Regions from separate parts of the Sus scrofa genome. Here region 2 is linked to region 1. The links are chromatin contacts, called in public HiChIP or PLAC-seq maps. All regions are on one chromosome and are shown on one strand. The core of a region is the stretch at or near the end of the contact, and the rest is flanking DNA. Distances in the headings are between cores, read along the strand shown. Region 1 overlaps HDAC9 (histone deacetylase 9). Region 2 holds the start of TWIST1 (twist-related protein 1).

Region 1 (5,752 bases), core at 2,455-4,954:
TTTGTAGCTTGTCTGCCTCCAAAGCACCTAATTGTTCCTGCCTCTGTCTTGCACTGGAATATATTAAACTAGAGGAGTGAAGTTTTGTTTCTTTTTTCTTTTCAATTTCATTCCTCCAATCTTCCATAATGAATAGTAGCGATGGAAATTAAATTGTATGTTTTTCTAGACTCCAAAGAGAGATTAACATTCAGTTCCATTGGGGCTTTGAGTGAATCTATGACCAACCCCAATATCTATATAGAATTAACATTTAAGGCAAAGTTGAAGCAGAATTATGAAATTTTTGGTTAGCAGAATTTGGAAATTTTTGGAGTATCTAGAAACACCCATTAAGAGACTAGTAGGTCAAATCCAAAATGCTCCAGATCTTAATATGAAAAGTAACCAGAAATGCTTCTAACCCTATCCTTCTGGGATGAGGAAAGCTGTTGTGTTTGACATATAGAGTTGGCTATCTGTTGCTCCAGAGTGACTCAGATGCCATTCCACATAACTTTTTATTCTTATTTTGTTACTTTTCAGTGTCAATTTCAGAGTTCTAGGCATCTAATATAAACAGCAAATTACACTAACTCCATTAGTATTGAGTTTAAAATAGTACTAGTAAGCAAAGTTAGTATAATTCAAACTTACAACCTAAATTTCATATGTATTATGAACATGATGTATGAGGGAGATTATTTCTCTGTCTTACATATGAGGAACCAGTGCTTTGAGGAGTGTAGTAAGTTGTCTATATCTCATATCTAGTAATGTCAGAGCCTGGTAGAACTCAGAGTCTTTACTTACTCCTCAGGGGGAACACTTACTATTAATCATAAATGTCTATTTCTCAGTCTGAGAGAAATCTGACATCTCAACATGGTTATTGAGAATGCTTCACATTCTTGTTGTACATTATGTGGAAGTGAATTCAAGGAATTCAGACAGCCAGACAATAGTACATCAAAGCATAGTCTTATGGGAGTGAATTCTTCTTGATCAGTTTCTCTAATCTGCAGAGCTTTGTGTGAACCAACCAGACTTTTGCTATTTTGAGAGAAAAGCTTGCTATGGATATATGGAATGCATTCATCTATTGAAAACTTCCTCTGTAGGATTTTGAAATTTTTAGCATTCATTTTATTTCTGGTAGATTTCCCCCAAATTAACTAAAATCGCACTATCCTATTCAGTTTATGTTCAAACCATTTCTCAGAATAAGAAGTAAAGATTTCAGTTGTTTTTAATATTGTGAAAGACTTGGGAAGTCCTGCCTTTCTTTGCCTGTGTCATATATTTCAGATGTATAAAGAAAAGTCACTAAGGAACTGAAGATCTGAATGAATTTGGTAACATTTTGATAGGGCGATGTAGGTGATGAAGCTGCCTAAAAACTTTCTTGTTAATGACTATATATATCAAGTCTGTTGAGATTAACTCTGATGGAAAATAATATAGCAAAGGGAATGTGTGTGTGTGTGTGTGTGTGTGTGTGTATATATATATATATAGTCATATATATATATGAATGACTGGGTCACTTTTCTGTATAGCAGAAATTGGCACAACATTGTAAATCAACTATCCTCCAATAAAAACTTTTTTTTTCCCAAAAAAACACCATCTATGGCACTAGTTGCTTGTCTTTAGATTTCAGTAGTACACAAAAAAGTGGGTAAACTGTAAATACAAATAAGTTCCAATTTCAATTTTGGACTTTGATGACTATGAAGCCTTAAAGAAATTGCACACTCTCATGTCTTTCTCTTCTCGCAAGTTGCAACAGGAACTTCTAGCCATAAAACAGCAACAAGAACTCCTAGAAAAGGAGCAGAAACTGGAGCAGCAGAGGCAAGAACAGGAAGTAGAGAGGCATCGCAGAGAACAGCAGCTTCCTCCTCTCAGAGGCAAAGATAGAGGACGAGAAAGTAAGAGGCACCAGGGTAAAAGATGGATCTCTTCCCTCATCTTTAGCTGATCGTCATTCAGAAAAGAGCCTGATAAAGAGCGGAATTAAACTTGTCAAAATTGTCTGTGTTTAAGTAAAACGATAAATTATGAACCCAAATGTAAAGCTTTGACATTCACATGTCAGCTCTCTACATTCAGTTTATGGGCATCTCCAAAAGTAAACATAGCATTGTTTGGCAAAGATACCAATTTCCCTTGTTTTGAACCTTAAAAATAATGTTATACTAAGGCAATATAGCTCTGCCATTCTGTTCAATAATAAACTTACTTCCACATTACTCCATGCCTTCCTCCTGCTCAAGTAATAATTACTTTTTAAGTCAAGCCTTGTTTCCATTTAGTTTTCAAGTAACCTAGGTAGTATTAAGATTTAAGGGAGAACACTTGTTTTGTTTTGTTTTGTTTTGTTTTAACTATCCACAAGAGGGAGACAGATCCAAATAATTCTCCTGTATGAGGTCAGCTGAAAATCAGGTCTTAGCAAGGTTTAAAATGTGATGACTTGAACTGGAATTGTCAGCGGATATTTATTTGTTTGATGCTCAAAAGAGCTTTTATAAAAAGTTAGTTTTTCAAACTAGCAACTTAGAAGACCTCATTTTAATATGTTTTATCACTTATGATCTCCCAAGATTCTTGACTTTTTAAAGGCAGTGTTTTGTTCCTCAGCAGTATTTTTTAAACCTTAGGAAAAAATTAGTATTAATTCTGGGAATCCCCCTTCTGCAAAAGCAATTAAAGAAATCATTGAAGCTCTTTTGAAAATTGGCAGTTGAAGCAGTAGTTACAAAACATTACTCTGTCACTTTCTAAAGCCTGTTTAGACTCTCATTTTGTTTTTAATAGGAAAACTTCATATGCTGTGACCAGTGCTGTTACTCCTTAATTTTTACTAAATATTCCAGAGGCATGAAAGGACAGAACCCCAAATCACCATCTGTTTCTGTATGTGTGTGTTTCAGGGGCAGTGGCAAGTACAGAAGTAAAGCAGAAGCTTCAAGAATTCCTGTTGAGTAAATCAGCAACAAAAGACACTCCAACTAATGGAAAAAATCATTCCGTGAGCCGCCATCCCAAGCTCTGGTACACGTATGTTCAGTGTTTGGCTTTATTCATTTCCAGGGATAAAGATCACAGGTTCTGAATTCAGAGGACCGGGGCACAAGTCCCTGGCCTGCCAAGTCCTCAGCTGTATGGCTGTGGGCAAGTCCCTTAAATTCTCTAAGGCTCTGTTTCTTTGTAAAAAGAGCATGATAGTAGTACCTGCCCTCTAGGGTTTCTGGGAAGGTCCTAAGGAATAATGTGGTAAAGTCCGTAACAGAGAGCAGCTCTTCAATAAATGTTAGCAAGTGTCATCTCAAGGGCTAGAAAGTATTACGTATGTTCTGTGCTGAATGAATAATTGGCAAATGTTGGGTGGGGCATAGATATTCATATTTTGCATTTTTCTATTCTCAGATGGTGCATCTGATATCTTTACAATAATTTCTGAAGATGTGGCAGGTCGAGATTTTATTTTACTTGGCTTGATGTAAGATGGAGATCTGAGTTATTTTTTTCAAGCCCAGATGGTTGACTTAATTAAAAAAAAAAAAAAAAAGGAAGGAAGACAAGGGAGGGAAAAGACGGGAGGACAGAGGAGTAACCAGCTGATGTAGGGGCTAGTTAACCCCTGCCCACCTGACCTCATTTCTTCCCACCCTGAAAAATGAGAGTAGATTGACTTCTGACACAAGCTGACAACATAATACACTTCCGTGTTACAGTTTTTTGTGCAACTATGTTTCCCCAAGTTCAGTAAAGAGATACTATGTAACACATAGTTCTTCCTTTTGTGAAATATGAAGGAGGTGGCATTTCTAAAGTCAGGAGAAAAACTGATAGTCAAAGCATATTTGGATAATAGACTAATAGATCACAGTTTCATCTCTCTTGTTTTAAAAATATATTTAGAATTTTATACTTATAATTTTTTTAATCCCTCACGTTATAAGGATAAAGAAGTAAATACTTGATTACTCTGTAATGTTGACACTTTAAGCATACTTTAAGTTTTTTAACATATTCTTTTTTAAACTATTGCTTTTCAGTTTTTAAAAAATTATGCCTTTATTTTTACAAATTTATTTATTTTATTATTTATTATTGGCCATGGTATGCAGTGGCTTGATGAGAGATCTCAGTTCCCAGACCAGGGATTGAACTCAGGCGGTGGTAGTGTAAGCACCGTGTCCTAACCACTAGTCTACCAGGGAACTCCTAAGAGTCCTATTTAAAGAGTATTGTTTTTATATTTCTATCTTAAAGTATCTTCCCTTCTCTGCGTCTAAAAAAAAGATAAATGAGGCAGATTCCAGAACGCTGTGTAAATACATTTTAATGGTTTACGTAATTTTTGCCATGCATGTCAGTTGACTTGAGGAATCAATCCCTGAAGAAAATTTCCAAATGTTCAGTCAACATCAAAGTTATTGAAAAAGAAATCATGTATTATTACCCAAAATTGCATACATAGTGTGTAACTAATTCATATCTCTTTTAAGTTAAAGCCTATTTTAAGAAAATTTAATACCTTTCTTTAAAAGTGGGAAACAGTTTTATGCAAACAACTCATCATGAAGAGTCTTTAGCCATTCCCTTGGGTATATTAGACCCATCTCTCAAATGTTACTTCGCAGTTCTTTTTTTGTACTGAACTGAACTTCAGAGGGGTCCAACTCCTGGACAGCCGTAAGTCATCAATTTATAAAATCTGAATATAATAATTTTGTGCTAGTTATAGCTAGATGAAATACCCTTAAACCAGTTAATTCTTGAGAATGTTAATTCAAATAAATAACACTAGTATAAAAATCATCCTGGTGGTGATACTGTGCCTCATCCATTGTTTTCTTCATATATAATGATTATTATAGATGTTTATATCCACTGGGTAGTCTATGTTCAGACCCAAACTGTTCTCCAGTTGCACAACTGCATCTCTTTCACTATATTAATGCAGGTAAGACAAACATTTTAAAAGATCCATTTCATACTGAAGAAGGATGTGTCTCCAGTCTTTACCTAGGGCTTCTGTGGAAGTCAGGAGACCTGGAGGCTATTGATATAGTATTGTCTCTGAGTAAAAGGCACCCTCATGTACTTCCATGTACTAACTACCAATTTTTTTTTTAATGGAGTCTTTTTTTTTCTTTTTGACTGCACCTGTGATGTGTGAAAATTCCTGGGCCAGGGATCTAACCACAGCAGTGACAATGCCAGGTCCCTAGCCCACTAAGCCACCAGGGAACTCCCTAAATGAAATCCTTCTGTTCTGCATTGTTGACTAAAAAGTATTCAGGTGATGACTTTTCCACTAATGTGACTCTTAAGAAAACACACAATAATCTCAGATATCAAAACTCAGGCTTTTGGTAAATTCTCTCCTTTGGTAAATTCTCTCCTTTGGTAATTTCTCTGTGACTATGTGACCAAAGGCACATTGGGCATCCTTAGGCATCCTGCATCATTCCATAAAATGCTGCTAAAGTCAACTGGTTACATGAGGCTGTGGTTTACACACACTAAAGAGAAAGAACATAAACACAGCTGAGACACATGTTACAGCATGTGCAACCGATTATCGCTGACCAACATGCAATAAAAACTCCAGGGCAAGTGGTGAACCCTCTTTTTCTTTTGTAGGGCTGCCCACCACACGTCATTGGATCAAAGCTCTCCACCCCTGAGTGGAACGTCTCCATCTTACAAATACACATTACCAGGAGCTCAAGATGCAAAAGATGATTTCCCCCTT
Region 2 (6,276 bases), core at 1,195-3,694, 530 kb after region 1:
TGAATTAAACTTTATTTTCTATACATTTGTATTCATTTATGTGTATGTATAGATTGGTAATTTTGATAACACTTTATGCACCCTTTCACTGAAATAAACCTATTATGTAAAAATCCTCATAAAGAGTAGAGGGCATGACAAAAAAGCACAGTTACAAGAGAAATAGTGCTGGCTTGCAGTGCTTATTTGCATTTAACTGTTTTAAAGCTGCCATCTCAAAATGTAAGAGGGATACATTAAGGTTTTGCTGTCTGGAGACCTGATAAGAGATGAAGGGGAGATGCTAAGCCCATTGAGCACGAAACAGGAATAATGATAAAGCTGTTTTTCTAAATAACTTGCCTGTACCTGTCAGCAGGCACTTTGAGTTTTTCACTGCTTTGTTTGTTTTACTGCCCCATCACCCTCCTGGGTGTCTCCAGAGTTAAACAAGCAGGTATTTACCTCCAACTTAATCCTTTAAAAATATAGACCAAACTCTAAGGTTCTTAAAATTTTCAATCATATTTATTTATTGCAGAAAAATAATATACAAAGATATTTACAAAACAATCATAAAAATATGAATGCATTTAGACACCGGATCTATTTGCATTTTACCATGGGTCATCAATAAATAAATAGAATGTTGTTTTTTGTATTTTAAGTTTTTTTTTCCTTCAGAGGAAAATCGAAAAAAGGAATTGACTGACTGTGATTTTGCAAGTCAGTTTGATTCCGTATTTTTATTTCTAAAGGTGTTCTTAAAATTCCTCTGTTACCATTTTAAAATGGAGAAAGTCCATAATGATGCCTTTCCTTTCAGTGGCTGATTGGCACGACCTCTTGAGAATGCATGCATGAGAAAATAAAAATAAAAACATTCTTCGTCAAATTAAAAAAAAAAAAAAGAACATAGACAACTGTTCAAACTTCTATCAGAATGTAGAGGTGTGAGGATGGTGCCGCTGCCCGTCTGGGAATCACTGTCCACGGGCCTGTCTCGCTTTCTCTTTTAAAAGTGCGCCCCACGCCCTGTTTCTTTGAATTTGGGTTCTGCTCTTCTAATTTCCAAGAAAATCTTTGGCATATATATTTATTTTTAGTTATCCAGCTCCAGAGTCTCTAGACTGTCCATTTTCTCCTTCTCTGGAAACAATGACATCTGCAAAAACCCAGAGGGAGGAAAGTTGGTTATTGTTTAGGTCTCTGTGGCTGTTTTCTAAGACTAGTGAGCACTGTTCTTATCACCACCACGGAGAAATTACGCTGAACAACCTGGAAGGATTTCAGCCCAAGGGCAAGAGGAAGTGGGTGGGCGGAAAAGAAGGAGGAGGTGGAATTTGGAAACATTTGTTTTAAGGAGAAGGAAAACTTAAAGCCAAAAGAAAGGGAGGCGCTGGCAAGACTCTCCTTACCAATGACCCTCGACTCTTTCTCAGTCTTGCCTCCTGTCTGTCACGAACACTCATCACGCACACGCACACGGTTCTCAAGGGCGCATCCCTCTCTCCCTAGAGGGGACTGAGCTGTCTTCCAGGGACGCTCCGGGGATGAGGTGGCGGTGCCAGGTTGGGTGGGAAAGTAGAGAAGGGAGTGGGACACAAGCAGGAAGGCTAGGTGGACGGGGAGCCACGGCCTGACCGTCAGTGGGTCTGCCACCTGAGCCGACAAGGGGCGCAGAGACGCTGGTCCTTACCTAGGTCTCCGGCCCTGCCGAGGGAGTGGGGAGCTCCGCCTGCTAGTGGGACGCGGACATGGACCAGGCCCCCTCCATCCTCCACACCGAGAAGGCGTAGCTGAGCCGCTCGTGGGCCACATAGCTGCAACTGGCCATCTTGGAGTCCAGCTCGTCACTCTGTAGGACCTGGTAGAGGAAGTCGATGTACCTGGCCGCCAACTTGAGGGTCTGGATCTTGCTCAGCTTGTCTGAGGGCAGCGTGGGGATGATCTTCCTCAGTGCGGCGAACGCCTCATTCAGCGACTGTGTGCGCTGGCGCTCCCGCACGTTGGCCATGACCCGCTGTGTCTGCAGCTCCTCGTAGGACTGCGGACTCCCGCCGCCGCTGCTGCTACCGCCTCCTCCCGCGCCGCCGCCGCCGCCGCCGCAGCCCGCAGACTTCTTGCCGCGCTTGCCTTGGGCCGGGCTGCCAGGCTCCTCGCCGCCTCCGACGCCCCCGCCCGCGGCCCCGCCGGGCCCCGAGCTGCCCCCCGCGCTGCGCCGGCTGCTGCGCCGCTTGCGCCCCCCGCGCTTGCCGCTTGGCGGCTGCTGCCGGTCCGGCTCCTCCTCGCTGTTGCTCAGGCTGTCGTCGGCCGGCGAGACTGGCGAGCTGGACACGTCCTGCATCATCTCTCGGGCGGCAAGGCGCGGCCTCGCAGGCCCGGGGCAGAGCGGCGGCCCGGGGAAGAGGAGGAAAGTGGGACGCCTCAGCCCGCCAGCTTCCCCCGCTCGCGGCGCCGGCCCGGGCGATGCGGCCCGCGGAGGAGGGAGCGGGAGGAGGGACGAGGAGAATCTCCGCTGGGAGGGCGCGCGGGGGAGGCGGGGAGGGAGGCGGGAGGGGGAGTGGACGGTGTGGATGGCCCCGAGGTCCAAAAAGAAGGCGCCCAACGGCCGCACGCACACCCCACTCGGCCTTCTGGAAACGCTGCCTGTGCCGGCGAGCCCGCGAGGTGTCTGGGAGTTGGGCGAAAGCTGCAGACTTGGAGGCTCTTATACCTCCGTGCAGGCGGAAAGTTGGGGGCAGCAGTGTCATTGGCCTGACGTGTGGAGGAGGGACTTTTCGAAGTTTTATAGGAAAGTTTCCGCTTTCCAGCCCCCCTTCTCCGTCCCCACCCCCCCCTTCCTGGGGTCTAACAATTCGTCCTCCCAAACCATTCAAAAACGACCTGGCCCAGGCGGCCGGCCCCTCTGCCCGCCTCCTTGCTGCCCTCCCCCTTCCCTCCCTGCTGCCCTACGCCCGCGGGGCGCGGGGCTATTTCCTTCCGCGCCGGAGCCCGCGGCCGCGCCCCCGCACCGAAGCGCAGCCCGGGGAAGCGGCGGGAGGGGACTGTCCCCACTGCGGTGTCGGTCTCTCCCGGAGTGACTGTGACAGCAGCGGCGGCGACAGCTTCTACGCAGTGGGTTAAGTTTCAGCTTGCCCCACTACCCTCTAGGTCCGTGGGGCGGGTTTGAGATTGCTGGGGCGGGGGAAATGGCAAGAAAACTGGCAAAGGCATAGCCCAGTGTATAGTCAGGTAGACGGGCTCCTGGAGTCACCAGGGCCAAACCACCGTGGCTGGCCTGGAGATCTTGGGCGTTTCTGAAGACGTGGCTGCGCTGGGGACTGCAGATCTGCGTCCGGGCCTGTTCTCTCATCCTTCCTGGAGAAGCATCTGGGCCTTTCTTTTCCCTTCACAGTAACCCAATCTAACTTTTCCCAACGCCCAAAGGTCTGCTTCTCCGAAGGTGCTAGAAAGAGGCAGAAGTTCATTCTCCCGCGGAAATCAGGCCTGTCCTTGGAGAAGGTAGCAGGGCCGGAGGGGGGCAGCGCAGCGTCTTTGCCCGAGGCCCTGATTGCCTGAGCTGCTAGCCCATGGTGGAGTACCCTGTGGTCATTTCATCCCCACCCTACTTCCACATAAGGCCCTGCATTGTGACCTCTAAAGATCGGCTTTGAGAGAGATGGGGGTTCAGTAATTCCTGGACACGCGGGTTTGACGGCTGCAAGAGCCCCCTTCCCCACCCCTCACTCCTAGGAGGTACAGTGAGAAATTAGGTTTCGGGCGCCTCAAACGCATTACGATTATTTAGACATTTTTACATTTTAAGCGTCTCTATCTAATAAGTAACAACAAAGAGCCTCGAAGAGGGTGTTAATGCAGATTCTGGCAAGTCTGAAGCAACAAAAGTCGGTGAGCTGGAAAGGAAGGGAAGCTGCTGCCATGGAAGAGAAACCCATCTTTGCAGTGCTAGACTTTTTTTCTTTTTTCTTTTCTTTTTTTTCGAACGAATTGGGATGGAATAACCGTTTCATGTCATTCATTTGACTTCTGCAAAGCAAACCAGAGGTCAAAAGCAGTAGGGGATTTTTCGGGGCAGATTTGGGGGTGCAGAAGTTGTCTGCCTTGCGCTGGGCTACCCTGCACAGGCCCAGGTCCCCTCACTCTTTACACGGGCTGGACTCTCGGCCGCGAATTAACTCAGCGATGCCTCACTTTCTGGGCCAGACCGAGGGTCGTGATCCACTGTGTTCTGAAGAGGAGGCGGGAGACCAGACGACGCGCGGGCAGGCCACGTGGCTGTGCCCTGCTGAGTCTCTCAGCTTCAGAAACCCAGGGTGTGGGGCGCCTGGGGCCGGCTGAAGGGCTCAGCCTTCCGGGGAAAGCGAGGGCCAGAAAAATCCCTTCTGCGAACAAGGCTAAGCTTTAATGGGAGGAGCGACTCGCACAGTTTGCCTATCACTAGTTGTACAAAGCTATATAGACAATGACCACAGCGTGCCAACGTGCCTGTTTCTCAAGTCGCTGCCATATTTTAAAATGAAAGCCAGTCTGAAAATCGGATTCTCCTTGACTTCAACTTAATAGTTTACAGGCAGGTCTTCTTAAAACAAAGCACAGTCTTATAAGTCTCTCCTTTGTTGCATCTTCTGCCTAGATTTGATCTCTTGGAAGCAGAGAATAGGCTGAAATTCTGCCCTATTTTCTACCGAATGTTATCTTTGATAAATCTGAGTTGCACAGTATTCTGCAATTCTTATTTGAACGTGGCTGCAGAAATCTTGAAATTTTTCCACCTATACCTGTGTTTGTTTTTTTTTTAAAGATCAATTTCAAATCTTAATTTTGTTTTTTTTTTCCCTTTAGCTGAATACTCAAAAATAAAAAGGTCAAATAATCAGACTCTTTACTTTGTGACTATGGGTAGGCAAGACAGGAAACTGTGGGCAAAGGGTAAAGGCAGTGTAAAGGAAACAGAGGTGAAGAAGCTGGAGGAGAAACCGAGTTCACAACAGCGAAGCAGCCAGGGATCGTTAGTTAGTTCCATTTGCAAAGTCATCAATGACTAGTTCTGTTTAAAGTGAGCCCAGCCCTTCGCTGAGCACTCAGCTTCTAGCAGATCAAGAGCTTCTGGACTGGATCCCCTGGACTGAGGCGATGCTATAGATGCCAGAATGCTTAGAATAGGGTTTAAAATGAATGAGCTAACCAGAACCATCCCAGGCTCGGGAATCTTCTTGATGGGTCACAATGAATGACTTTAGTTCTGAGAAAAATTTCTCTTGAACTCTTCGAAGGAGTGAAAGATGAAGATGGAAGATTTTGAATGTTTAGAAGTTAGTTTTTAAGCAGAAGATCGTAGCATGCCAAAAGAATTACCCCTCATAACTTTCTAGACTTGATGATCCCTACTTTGCAAACAAAAATTTCCCGGCCCAATTGCCCCGTATTCTACCTAACATTTTTTTTCTAACAAATTTCTTATCCACACGTGCTGGGTCAAGAATAAAGGCAAGCTCTCATTTTATGTGCTGAAGAGCCAAATATAGTTTTAGATATTTTATATATGCAAAATAATGTTGATTTCCAAAATATCTGGCTTAACAAAAGAAATCTTACTTAGTTCTTAAATCCTAATTTCAGGCTCTCAAACAGGTCTTAGAAATTTCTCTTTGGGGTTGAACTCAGCCTGACTTGAAGGATGTCAGTGGAGGACTGCCTTCTTTGGGAATACTGAATTAAGTGGAATTAAATAATTTCATCTACTTCTAAAATAAATTCCCTGAAAAAATTAATTGAAAACAAAAAGGTTTTCTTTTGCACTCAGATAATTCAAAACGAGCTTTATTTTCAAACTGCAAACTTGGCAGGTTCACAGTCCTTCCTGAGGAATGTGTGCTGTGTTAAAAACTGAAAAAAGAATACCATTAAAAGTAACAGAGTTAGGAATCTCATACTCAGTATATGCAATAAGTATGTACCTATTTGCACTGGGATTCTCTTAGCTCCATTTATAAATATTTTAGAGAAGGAAAAGAAACACACATACATTATAGAATGTTAGCCAGCTGGTATAATTTGGAGTGGGGACTTGCATAAAAGGTGAGTGCCTCAATCTGTTCCTACTCTTTCTCCTCCATTTTTCAATGACCTACCACCTGTTTGTTAGCTTAGAGTTCTGTGAGATAATTTTTATGGATTGCATAAATGAAGCACAGGGACATTCACAAAGAAGGGGGCACAGATTGGAAAAGGCTGCATTTGAGCGACTCTCAGATGAGACTACATGTTAGATTTCATCTTGTTTGAACACTCCAC

Evidence for each region. HiChIP or PLAC-seq counts read pairs in DNA pulled down with a chosen protein or histone mark.
Region 2: an H3K27ac HiChIP or PLAC-seq map of alveolar macrophages shows a contact between it and region 1. The contact joins the promoter of TWIST1 here to the enhancer-like site in region 1. A contact is called at or near these places in 1 of 5 promoter capture datasets (fetal skeletal muscle), 9 of 47 Hi-C or Micro-C datasets (embryonic fibroblasts, epiblast stem cells, fibroblasts and 4 more) and 2 of 2 datasets of contacts at active chromatin or transcription factors (alveolar macrophages and skeletal muscle).

What each region holds. Positions count from the first base shown.
Region 1 is chr9:87,760,742-87,766,493 of Sscrofa11.1, forward strand. HDAC9 (histone deacetylase 9) reads left to right here. Exons shown (of 28, transcript XM_021102482.1): 7 at 1,763-1,928; 8 at 2,919-3,045; 9 at 5,641-5,752. Among named protein-coding and RNA genes, the nearest start is that of TWIST1, 530 kb to the right of the region's middle. Within about 2 kb of position 3,705, at least 3 of the 83 cell types and tissues checked have an H3K27ac peak or open chromatin away from gene starts, as enhancers often do. A contact at or near this core is called in alveolar macrophages, where this site is marked.
Region 2 is chr9:88,287,687-88,293,962 of Sscrofa11.1, forward strand. TWIST1 (twist-related protein 1) reads right to left here and starts at 2,445. Exons shown (of 2, transcript XM_003130192.5): 1 at 1,679-2,445; 2 at 1-1,144. The coding sequence starts at 2,329. The coding sequence ends at 1,721.